Linked DNA regions of Mus musculus: all the other regions are linked to region 1. Evidence: chromatin contacts called from public Hi-C and HiChIP or PLAC-seq data. All regions are on one chromosome and are shown on one strand. The core of a region is the stretch at or near the end of the contact, and the rest is flanking DNA. Distances in the headings are between cores, read along the strand shown.

The links. A called contact is a pair of places that touch in the nucleus more often than the background predicts. HiChIP or PLAC-seq counts read pairs in DNA pulled down with a chosen protein or histone mark.
Region 2: an H3K27ac HiChIP or PLAC-seq map of the HPC-7 cell line shows a contact between it and region 1, with 7 times the contacts expected there. The contact joins two enhancer-like sites. A contact is called at or near these places in 2 of 15 datasets of contacts at CTCF or cohesin (CD8 T cells and the NIH/3T3 cell line), 21 of 484 Hi-C or Micro-C datasets (CD8 T cells, bone marrow, bone marrow-derived dendritic cells and 15 more), 5 of 115 datasets of contacts at active chromatin or transcription factors (CD8 T cells, the HPC-7 cell line, acute myeloid leukemia and 2 more) and 1 of 9 other capture datasets (bone marrow-derived macrophages).
Region 3: a Hi-C map of bone marrow-derived macrophages shows a contact between it and region 1, with 38 read pairs. The contact joins two enhancer-like sites. A contact is called at or near these places in 1 of 15 datasets of contacts at CTCF or cohesin (CD8 T cells), 13 of 484 Hi-C or Micro-C datasets (the HPC-7 cell line, LSK cells, the N1E-115 cell line and 9 more) and 4 of 115 datasets of contacts at active chromatin or transcription factors (CD8 T cells, the HPC-7 cell line, bone marrow-derived dendritic cells and 1 more).
Region 4: a contact with region 1 is called in a Hi-C map of bone marrow-derived macrophages, with 50 read pairs. The contact joins two enhancer-like sites. A contact is called at or near these places in 1 of 484 Hi-C or Micro-C datasets (bone marrow-derived macrophages), 2 of 115 datasets of contacts at active chromatin or transcription factors (the HPC-7 cell line and bone marrow-derived macrophages) and 1 of 9 other capture datasets (bone marrow-derived macrophages).

Annotation. Positions count from the first base shown.
Region 1 is chr3:109,360,766-109,363,563 of GRCm38.p6, forward strand. The region is part of intron 1 of Vav3 (vav 3 oncogene); the gene reads left to right. Among named protein-coding and RNA genes, the nearest start is that of Vav3, 21 kb to the left of the region's middle. Within about 2 kb of position 1,281, at least 69 of the 459 cell types and tissues checked have an H3K27ac peak or open chromatin away from gene starts, as enhancers often do. A contact at or near this core is called in the HPC-7 cell line, LSK cells, acute myeloid leukemia and 4 more, where this site is marked.
Region 2 is chr3:109,477,201-109,479,900 of GRCm38.p6, forward strand. The region is part of intron 2 of Vav3 (vav 3 oncogene); the gene reads left to right. Among named protein-coding and RNA genes, the nearest start is that of Vav3, 140 kb to the left of the region's middle. Within about 2 kb of position 1,306, at least 21 of the 459 cell types and tissues checked have an H3K27ac peak or open chromatin away from gene starts, as enhancers often do. A contact at or near this core is called in the HPC-7 cell line, acute myeloid leukemia, bone marrow-derived macrophages and 2 more, where this site is marked.
Region 3 is chr3:109,438,036-109,440,974 of GRCm38.p6, forward strand. The region is part of intron 2 of Vav3 (vav 3 oncogene); the gene reads left to right. Among named protein-coding and RNA genes, the nearest start is that of Vav3, 99 kb to the left of the region's middle. Within about 2 kb of position 1,441, at least 18 of the 459 cell types and tissues checked have an H3K27ac peak or open chromatin away from gene starts, as enhancers often do. A contact at or near this core is called in the HPC-7 cell line, LSK cells, bone marrow-derived macrophages and 1 more, where this site is marked.
Region 4 is chr3:109,253,828-109,256,858 of GRCm38.p6, forward strand. No RefSeq gene overlaps it. Among named protein-coding and RNA genes, the nearest start is that of Vav3, 85 kb to the right of the region's middle. Within about 2 kb of position 1,299, at least 129 of the 459 cell types and tissues checked have an H3K27ac peak or open chromatin away from gene starts, as enhancers often do. A contact at or near this core is called in the HPC-7 cell line and bone marrow-derived macrophages, where this site is marked.

The sequences.
Region 1 (2,798 bases), core at 31-2,530:
GTTTATCTACATGATCTTGATAGACCACCTGTGTTAGAGCTAAACTCACCAATAAAAAGCAGGCCAAAGAATGGTCTTTCTGTCTGAGCAGGTTTCAGAGATGAGGACCGGAAGAAGCTGAACTCTGTAAAGGTCAGAAATGTTTCTAACTCTAGTGGAAGTTCCTCCATAGTAAACCACAACTTGTCTTTGTACTAGGTTTGCTAATTATAAACGTTCTACCCATTAGATCCTGGAACTGTAGGTTTGTCCATGAAGCATGGTTATATAAGCTGTGGGTTTTTAATTATGTAAGTCTGCCAGTTAGATTATGGAACTGTAGCTTCGCCTAGAGAAGAACTTTAGATTTTATTGATAATTAGGACAAAATGGTCTGGGTGAGGCGGTACACATCTTTAAGACCAGCACTTGGGAAGCAGAGGCAGGCAGATCTCTGGGAATTCATGACCAAGCTATATAGTGAGACCCTGTCTCAAAACAAAAAAAGAATTATATGAATTATATGGAATGTTCTTAAGTTGAGAGAGACAAACAAGTCAGTGAGATCTTTGTAAACTCAGCATGAAAAGGAGTCATTAAAAAGGGGTGATATTGCAACATCTAGATTTTAAAGGTCATATTTTCTTAAGAAATCAAGGAGAAACAGGAGTGACTTGGTGGTATTAGGAGAATGGTCATTGTAGACAGAGAAACCCAGATTAAAAGAACAGTTGGCATTCATAAACATAGGTGAAAATGGAAGAGCTGTTTGAGGCAGTTTCGGCCTGGTTAGATGTGGGCTTCTCACAGTGACCTCTTGGTTGGGATCCCCTTGGTTGGAAGTGAAGGCAGACAATATTTGCTGAGTAATGATTACGTATGAGGACATACTCATAGCTCTGCATTTCTCCCTCATATGGGAGGCATTAGACTGTAAAATCTTGGGGAATATTTTAGAATATAAGAAAAGCAATAATCTAGTACAGGAAAGAAAAAAAGCAAGGCCTGGTGATTCCTTTGCAGAGTTAGCTCTGAAGTGTTAGCTCTGAAGTGGAAGAGGGCATCTCTGAGTTTGTCTGTATGAATGGACAATAGTGGAGAAACATGATCTTAATTCCAAGAGTAGTTAAACACGAGGGGACATGTTCTACCTCTGGCAGAAAATAAAAATACCGAAGATATGGCTTTTAAAATGCTCAGGAATGCTCATGTCTTGGGGTGCCTACGCAGCACTGCGTATTGAGTGTGGTCCTGGCATCTGCTGGGGCTGGGTTGGCGGAAATGGGAGGTCTCAGAGATGCCCTTCCTCAGGAAACAGTGCTTACAGCACAAAGCAGTCACAAAGCAAAAGGCAGTTGCAACAGATGCTGTGGCCTGAGACTCAGAATTCCTGCTTGTGAAAGATTGTGGTGGTGACGAATGTGAGGCAGAACCCAGATCCTGTTCCACCCCAAGTGACAGAAACATGGGCTTAGATGTCACCAGGGAGATGAAAAATATGGATGTTGCATGCTGGCAAAGAAAAGTTCCATGCCCAGGGTCCTTAGAGATTGGGACTGCAGACCTTTAAGCTTTGAAAGAAGCAGTAAGCAAAAGCTCAGAGCCAAAATTAACCTCGTTAGCAGCTGTCTCCTTGTTGACTTTGTTTTTGTTGTGTGCACATATAATATAATCATAGTGATTGTGGTTACTTTAACCACTTCTAAGTCACAGTTCAGTGTCATTGAGCACACTCAGTGTGTTGTGCAGCCACCATTCCCTGTCTTCAGAACATTATCATCTTCCCCAGCTGGCATTCTGCACATATTCAATGATAACCCCTTTCTCCGCTATCTCCTGGCTGCCACAATGCTCCTTTCTGTGTCTGTAGATTCAACTATTCGTGATTCTTCAAATGAATTGGGTCATTCAGGTAGGATAATATCCCCAAGGCCCATCCATGCTATAATATAGGTCAGAATTTGATTTCTTTTTAAGGCTAAATAAGTTTCAGTTGTTAATTTTCCTTACAGATTATCCATTCATCCTCATGGATTCTTGGAAAATTGGCAAGTATTGTAGACAGTCTGACAAAGCACACACCAATGGTGCTGCAGTCTTCTCTGTATTCTTCTGTCTTTCAAGTGCCCTGACGTTCTTCCTCTTTTCTATCTTATCTCCCCTGACTATTTCTCCATCTATCTGTCCATCTCTTCCTCCTTTTCTCTCACTCCCTCCTTTGTAATTATATGGGTGTGTGTTCTGTGTGCCCTGTGTATCCTGTTAGGTATTGGAAGCTACTCTTGAGGACTAACTCTTTAAATTTGGTGGTATTGGCAAGTGATGATCTTGCTTGCCTTGACATTCTTCTCTCCTCTTTCTGTCTGTCTGTCTGTCTTTTTTCTTTTTCTTTCCTCCACCTCATCTTCTTTCCCTCCTCCCTTCTGACTCGACCCTCCCCTCCCCTCCCTTCCCCTCCTCTCCTCTTTTCTTTCTCTGTTTCTTGTCCCTGGCTGTCCTGGAACACACTCTAGGCCAGGATGGCTACAAATTCAATGATCTGCTTGCCTCTGCCTCCCAAGTGCTGGGATTAAAGCTCTGAGCCACTGCTATTGCCATGACCACCACTACTGCCTGCCCTCGACATTCCTTAGGTTCTTTAAAAGTGGAGGATATAAAAGTTAAGACTAAGCTGAATTAATGTCCAGTGTTCTGAAAAAATTCTACTTTCTCAATCACAGATTAAAAAAGAAAAGAAAAAAAAAAAAAAGAAAACCAAAGAAACAAGAGCAAAAATAAAACAAATGACAGGGCAAGAAGCCCCACATCTCTCCCTGGGC
Region 2 (2,700 bases), core at 56-2,555, 120 kb after region 1:
CATAAGTTTTATCTGGAACTCTTAAAAATGTAGATATTTATTGGTCTAGAACCTAAACTCATAAGAATTTTTCCTCAGGAAATTATTAGGTAATAATGTATAAATATTTAGGCATGAGAGCATTATTCTTTTCATTGTTTACAGTTATGACAGACTGAGAGAAAGCCTCATGTGTTCAGTATCAGGGCAACAGGAGCTTCTATGAAGATTAAGAAGAAGTATGATAACAATAACTTAATATGGAAAATAAGAGCATGTGCATCAGGCATTTCGGGTACATCATAGTCTGCTTTTGCTGTTAGATCAGAGCATCTGAGGCAGAAAAGAGGTTAACTTTGTTTGGCTTTTGATTTTGAGGACTGGCTTAGTCAGATGTATCCAGGAATTCAATGCTGCTTCAACGCACGCTGAAAATGCTACGGTAAGTTCTTGTGTGTGGAAGGGATCAGGTGTAACAGGTGACTTGGCAGGCCAGGTGTGCTTCTGTACACCTGTAGTTCTGAGCCCAAGAGACAGAGGCAAGAGGATTGCCATAAGTTTAATGCCATCCCAGGTTACTATGTAGCATATCCATGAACCCATATTCCACATGATTCTTGATTTTTTTTTTCATGTGTTCAGTGTGAGGGCAGTGGGTGCTTATATGAGGAATAAGAAGAACCATGATAATAATTACTCTTACACTACAAATTCTCTAGATTTAGTCAAGTTGGGAATTTATACTAAATGCCACAGAAATTGCAGCAGGCCAACATCTCCGATGGGAGCAGATCTGGACAGTCCCAAGTGTGGCCCTTGTCTCAGATTGGATTGAGAGTGACTTGCCAGGCAGCTGACTTTACCGGGAGTGTTAATAGTGAATCGCTCTCACTGTGAGGTTGGAGAAAGGGTTAGACTAAACACATGACCTACAGTTTAAAACATCAGGCTGCTTTCTAGCTTACTAGTTTTATTACTTATAAATTGCCTTTTCTTGGCAGTTTTGTTGCTAGACTGCCAATTAAAAATGTTATTCTAAAAAAATATAAACTGTACATTGAGTTTTAAAAGCAATTTAAAACAGGATGTGTGCATCTGCTTTGGACTGTATTATTTAACGAGCATTTTTTTCAACAATGCACTTTCATCTGGGGCTTCGCACATCACCATCATTCATCTTGGTAATGCCTGTCTTCAACAGTTGTCCATGAACACAGGCAGTTCAAAGGAGTAATGCCACTTAGCAATGTTCCATATTTCTGTTACAGTTAGAAAATTTTAGTATTGCAAGTTTTAAGAAGTTGTGTGTCAACCGAGCCTTCCAGGATATTGTGAAATACCTCTATTTCAAGACACTATTAAATATGCATATTGGAAACATCTTCTTAAGAAAACATCTGGGGTCTGAATTAGTCATTATTCGTCAGGAGTGTGACAATAGCCAAATTTGTTATGATAATGTGAATGTTGTCTTTCTGTAAATTATTAACTTCCAATTCTTGGTTTGTATTAGTAGCTTTCAAGGAGCGAGCTACTTGAAATTTAGAGGGGAAATGGCATTTGCTGACTTGCTGTTTCCTCTCATAACTGAGTACAATGTTTCAGTTAATAAAAAAGGAGAAGAAAAATGAGCAAGCATCCTCTATTGTTCCCCAAGAACCATCTCAAAAGAAATAGCTAAGTTGGACATAGTAGTGCACACCTTAAATTCCATCACTTGGGAGGCAGAGGCAGGCTGATCTCTGCCAGTCCAAGGTCAGCCTGGTCTATAGAATAAGTTCCAGGACGGCCAGAGTCTCACAAAGCCAAGCTAAGTTGCTGAAAACATTTGCTCTACTAGTGATGTCAGAGCTCAGTTGGACTGTGGGAGGTGGAATATATGAAGCGCTGAAGAGCTAGGTTGTTGTGCCTGTGGTACACCTTGAGGGGGTGCTCTTTAAATGCATGAAATTCAAGGTCAGGTATAATGGCTTCTCTCCCTCTTGGCTCATTCCTCTATAGAGGCTGGCGAAATCCCTTATCAGCATCATTCTATAAGTCCTGAAGCCCAGTAGAACATTAGCTTCTCTTTCCCAAATGTCTACATACTTGAAACAAAACATTTGCGAAAGGACCAAAAGAAAATATTAACATTCATATGGAAATCATCTTTCTTAGCGAGGTACTTTGGTTTGAAACGATCATATTGACACCTAGATGCGAAGAGTTGATTTCTGTGGGTTTAAAACAGTTCCTTTTGGGGTGATGAGCACTACAAGTTCAAATCCACTGCCCATCATTACATTTGTGATTATATCAGGGTTGTTGAATCCTCATTCCTGGTTATGGTGGCTCATGTCATTAATTTCATCACTGAGACAGAGTCAGGGGCAAGGGTAGAGGGCAGAGGGGCAGGAGGGAAGGGGGCAGAGACTGAAAGAACTCTGTGAGTTTGAGGCCAGCCTCATCTACATAGCAAATTTCAGGACAGCCCGGTCTATGCAGTGCAACCCTGTCTCAATCAAAACAAGACAAGACAAGACAAGACAAGACAAGACAAGACAAGACAAGACAAGACAAGACAAGACAAGACAGGACAGGACAGGACAAGACCCATTAGGGAGGTTAGCTTCACTTTCTGTGTTTTATTCACAGTTAAAGAATTGATACTTTAAGAGTAAGAACAATTCTACCAAATATTCTGAAGTGTAATTTTGCCCTTATAGGCTGAAGATAATAAGT
Region 3 (2,939 bases), core at 191-2,690, 77 kb after region 1:
TAAAAAATATTCTATTGAATTTCAAATATCCATGGTTTTGTGTGTCAACTTGACACAAGTTAAGAGTCATCAGAGAGAATGGAGTCTTAGTTAAGGAAATGCCTCCATGAAATCTAGCTGCAAGGCAGTTTTTTAAAAAAATTGATGATTAATGGGGACAGTCTCTGCTCATTGTGGGAGGTGCCTTCCCTGAGCAGGTGGTCCTGAGTTCCATAAGAAAGCAGGCTGAGGAAGCCAGGGGAAGCAAGGCAGGAAACAGCACCCCTCCATGGCCTCTGCATCAGCTCTTGCCTTCAGGTTCCTGCCCTGTTTGAGTTCCTGTCCTGACTTCCTTTGGTGAAGAACAGCAATGTGGAAATGTAAGCCAAATGGACCTTTTTTCCCAACTTGCATTTTGTTCATGGTGTTTTGTCTCAGCAATAGAAGCCCTAACTAAGATACTGTGTACTCAGAAATCTGTTTGTTGGTATATGTCTCGTGTAACAGCAGTATACTGAACTACATGTTTATAAATACATGCATACACATAACTTGTGATTCCTAACTTACGTGTACTCATCAAAAAACCAATAGCTGGACATTGTATTTCTTGTTCTTTGATGACTTGAGTTTCACTGTGGCTCTTGGTTGTTCTTGTGTAGTGTATGCTCTCTTGAAGAGGCCTTTAGGACAGAGCTGCTTTTTGGTTTCTTTTCAAGAAATGCATTGCATCACACAGGATATAAGTATTGAAACAAATGAATATGGTATAGCATGCTCAGTGCTACGCTAAGCAACAGAAAAGGTTCTCTGAGTAGGAACACAGGGGTAGGGGATCTGCTGCCCCATCTCCCATATGATGAAGGAATAGTCCTTGAGTGGTACCCTTTTACTGAGTCTATAAAGGGCAGGAAGGATGCTGGTACTGACCAAAAGGAATAACCTTATTTTATGTCCTTTGTAGTCATTTTCTTTCCCCACAACAGCCTTATTATGTTAGCATTATCCCCACTTTATGACTGAGGAGTATGATGGTCAGAAATATAAAACTCATAGCTAGGGGGCATTGGAACAAGAAGCTGAGACACTGTATATCTGATCTCAGAGATGTTAATCATGTACTGCCTTATTTCCAAGCAAAAGTGAAAGGCTACCTCTGATTAGAGGGAATGTCCTACAGAAAGGAACAGAAAAGGGATCCATCCCCTTAAAATGTTGTAGTATCACAGATTATCCTTGCCGATCAAGCATAAGATATAGCTAAATGAGCTAGGTCTTGAGGTCCAGCAGAAATTGAGCAAATGGGTAAGACTCAGGGCCTTTTGGGTGTGCACCGTGGGGTTTGATGAGCGCTTTTAGCAGGTGTGAGCTGTAATTCGTGATCTCCATGCTGGAGTCAAGCACTGTGTCAGTGAGAGGAGGCTGTGGGAAGCTGTGGTCACACCAGCAGCAGGAAGAACCGGTATGAAGATGAGGAACTGTGGTAGAAAAACAGTGCAGAGCTTTGAGAGCGAAGACACGAGTCATGCATGGCTAGAGAGCTTCTGGGTGATTAGGAATCGATTGTGATCAGAGAAATGGAGTCAGAAGAGGGAAGGGTCACTCCTAGATGACTGGAGAGGAGCAGGGCTTAGGGAAGGGGAAACAGTGGGGCAGGAACAGGTGCACCTGACAGCAGCTTAAAATTGATGGGGGACACCAAGGGCATTTGCATTCACTTACTGTAAATATATTCAGCAACCCAATAGATATTTTCCTTTAGCAGATTTTAAGTAAAAGTTCCCATTTTAAACTTTTCTGTAGACTGATGTTTTTATTTTTACTTTCTTATTTAGTATTCGGCAGGAGCTTGGGTCCCTGTAGTGTACTTAGAAATATTGGTCTTATTTCTTTTCAAGTGACTTGCTTTTTCTATGATCAGAGTGGGTGAAGGAATATTTGTCAGTATTTGCAAGGCTGTAGCAAGCCTTCACATTCTTACTGTGAGCCTCCCTCCTGCTGCACTGACCGTATTCCATCTCAGCTGTGCTGAGAGATCTTTGACCCCATCACACTGATTTACAGCTAAGCTGCAGCTTATCCAAGTTACACAGGACATTTGGTGAGTCTAATACGTTATTGCATATGATGGGTGACCAATTCACAAGGATAATTGGTGAACTCCAGGCAAATGGCTCTCAGTAGCTGGTCTCTTGCCAGCAGCAACCATGCAGAGCTCTAAGCTTTGAGTCCTTTGGCTGTGATGCCCACGTGCATGTTTTCTATATCCACTCATCTCTTAAAGACATATTTGCATCTACAGGAGTGTAGCGGTGATGGCGGGGATAGAAATGTACAGATGTCCTTGCCTGCTGGGGATCAATACAGGAGGCGTGTTCCAGGATGAAGCGTGTACCCGACAACTTCAGGCAACAGTGCTGGGCAGCCTCTGCAGATGTGTGGAGTCTTGATGAGGGGAGGCTGTTGAGTCACTTGTTTTCCACCCAAAGCACCTGCATCTTTGTAGGGATCCATTGTTGATTACAGAGCCTTGTCTAGCTCACCTCAGTGCTAGTTAGAATGCCCTTTCAGCATGAGCCACCCTGACAAATCAAGACAGTGTGTGAGGAGCAAAGAAAGGACTTGTCAGTTCATGGTGAAGTCAGAAACTGTTAGGATAGAATTGATGTATTACAGTCTAGAGTAGTGCCCATGGACGTGTGAGTGCCTGTGTGCATGCATGCATGTGTGCATCTATGTGAGTGTGTGTGTGTGTGTGTGTGTGTGTGTGTGTGTGTGTGTGTACACAGATGATTTTATCAGAACTGTGGTAGGTGATTCTGGATATAGGTTTTTCCTTGCTACCCTTGGCCTGTTTTTCTGTGAAGAGAGAATATGGATAATAATTGCTACTTAGGAGTTAGTAGGCACCTTATCAGCCATGTACCAAATCATTTCCAGTGCCCATTTGTAATCTGTCT
Region 4 (3,031 bases), core at 49-2,548, 110 kb before region 1:
TCCCTTCCCACTTTTTGCAAAGGTCCTGGGACAGAAGACTGCAGAATGTTTCAATTAAATGCTAATAAATGCAGAAAGTGACCCCTCCCCCAGTCCTCGGGTCCTCCTCAGCAGTGGCTTTCAGCCACTTCCTTCTGTCTGGATTCTTAAAAGTGTCCCTGGTGGGCTGCTAGTGACCTGTGTGCTGCCTCTGGCACCCACACACTTCAAGGACAAGCTTCCTCTGGGCATTTGTGACCACTGGGGCTCAAACTTTTCTTAATTGCTTGTATGTTCATCGACTGTCCTTTTGTCACGGTGCAGTGACCCATTTTTTTTTTTTTTTCAACCACTGGGCTGATGGGATCTGATGAGCTGCCAAGTCACATTGATGGGATGTGACTCAGAGAAGGGAGCCACACACGTGATAGTGTGGTGGCATTTGTCTTGATGAAATGCTTTCATTTTATAGAATGTTTGAATTACCACTGTTACTGCGAAAGATGAGCTAATGGCACCTGTTTTGATTCATACGATAATAAAACAGGAAAAAAATTAAAACAAATCTATAAAATCATATGACTATTTCATTCAAGTATTTCTTGGCCACATGCCGTTCTTGGTTCTAAGGCGTAAGCAAGCAATGAAGTTTGAATGAATCAGGAGAGAGTGAGTGTTGTACACATGTTCCTGTTGCTGTAAATGGTTTTAATTTGTCATTCTTTCCCGCTCCCCAAACACACTTAAATCAGAATACACGTAGGAAAAAGATGTGTGTACACTATAAAGGATTTGAAAATAGGACTGAGAAAAATGGGCTTTGTAAATGTGAACATGCTAGATTCAACAGCACACTAAAGGGGTCCCAGAGGGCAGAGCGCACTTGCCTGGATCCTTCTCTTGCTTCTCAGCCAGTTGGCTTCCTGTTGGCTTCAGGTAATGGAAAGATTATGGAGTGGGAAGAGAGGATAAGCCTGATGTGTTGGTTTCCTGTGGCTAGTGTTGCAAATTGCTAAATACACACACACACACACCTACCTAGTGGCTTAAGCTACACAAAGTTATCATTTTATGGTTTGGGAGGCCAAAAGTCAGAAATTTATCTTCAGAGACTAAACTCAGTAGGGCTACCCTCATGCAGGCTCTAGAGACACCCCTAACCCCCGCGCCCCCCTTTTAGGGCATACCCATATTCTTCTGCTTGTGAACACACAACTCTAGTACTGCCTTGACTGACCTCCCTGCCTCTCTCTTATCAGGTCCATTGTGATGACAGTGGGTTTCTGGAAAACTCTGCAGGGCTCCCAGGATGACTCATCAGCCTCTTGTCAGACGTCATTTCTTCCTCAGCCGCTTTTGGAGCAGATCCCCTCCTCTTACTGCTTGACAAGCTGAAGTGGTTTACTGGGTTTTGGACAAGGGGAAGTGGAAGTGCTTGGGTAGTGTTTGTGGGGACAGGGCAGGGAGATGCGAGATGTCTTGGGCACTTGGGTAATTATGAGCAGAGGCTTAGTTTTCCATTTGCCAAGAGAGTTTTCTCTCTCTCTCTCTTAGGCAAACATGCGTGAATGGGGAAGAACTATCTGGAGGACAGCAGTAGTTAGATAGTAAAGGCAGACACACTGGGCCTGTAACTCAGAGCAGTTCGATTTCTGGGTGCAGCTAGTGGGTGCTCCTGACAGAGGTTTTGAACAATACAGGACTAAGGAGAGGTTGGCAAAGCACCTTTGAGAAGGGGATTGATTTCCAGCTAGGCTGCTTAGTCTTCAATTTCCCCTTTCACCCTCTTTATGATCTGCAACAAACTGCTGTGCTCCCTAGCATGTGCCTATGAAAGTGGGACAAGGTCACACAACATTAAGGCTGGCATCAATGCTAAATGAGGTAATGCTCAGAGAAGTATTAAACACATGTGCGACTTCAATTCAATACATAGTTCTAGAAATCCTGAGCCCCTATCCGTGGGCTGCTTGCTGTCCTAAGTCATTGCTCTCTTGGATCTTTTAGCCTACAGGCATATAGAGACATCAGAGTGTACCTAACAACAAACTTAGCTTAGAAAGAAAACCGGGGATGGGAAGACAGAAGGTACACAGGTTTCCTAGGGTGGATGGCTTGAGTTGTGCTAAATGACTGAAATTAAGCCAATGTGTCTGGACTCAAAAGAGCGAGGAGACAGAGAAAGATCTGAGGAAGCCAGCAGGTAAGGGTATTAGGCTCTATGCTAGGAGTCTGTGGAAGCCGTTGAAGGATTTTGGCATCAAACATGTATGTGTATGATGAAGACTTAGGAAGCACCACTGTTAATGGCTCCTGGAGATCAGATTGGAGAGGTGCCAGGTGAGGTGGTGAGAGAAGGGCCTATACTGCTTTGGTAGATGCTCACCTGGATGCCTGGAGCAGGGACTGTGCAGTGAGGGAGAAGCTGGGGTCCAAGAAGGCAGAGAGCACTGGGGAGCCCCTGGATTGATTGACTAGGGAACAATTGCAACTTATCCCTTTGTGTGCTGGACACAGAGGGACAGAGGAGCTTTGGAGACATCTCAGAAAAGATGTTCCCAGTCACTTGGGAGAGGTCTGCCATGGAGCTAGAAATGTTGAACACACTAACTTATAAATAAGGAAACTCTGACCGGACAAGCTAACACGTCTCAAAGTGTTAGTCTGCAGCAGACAAGGCTCTGTTACTGTCCTAGCTCCCTTAATATCTGCAACAGACTTGAGAGATGTTTTCTCCACTTTACAAATGAGGACACAGAGACACCAGAGCTATCCTAGACCTTGCTCAAGGTCAAACAATTACCAAGGCTTAGAACCAGGATCCAAACCCAGGTCAGCCCTGGTGCAATATTTCTGACCACTTCAGCACACCTGATCTCTTGGTGAGTGAATTGGCACAGTTTCAGGATCTACACTGGTTCTATTACAGAACTGGGCTCTATCACATGGGCTGGGCTGCCAAAGCTACCCCATCAGTTTTCAGGGTACAGGAGATGTTGGTGTTTCTGGTTGCCATGGTTTGCATAATATGCATTCCTCACCTGCTGGAATC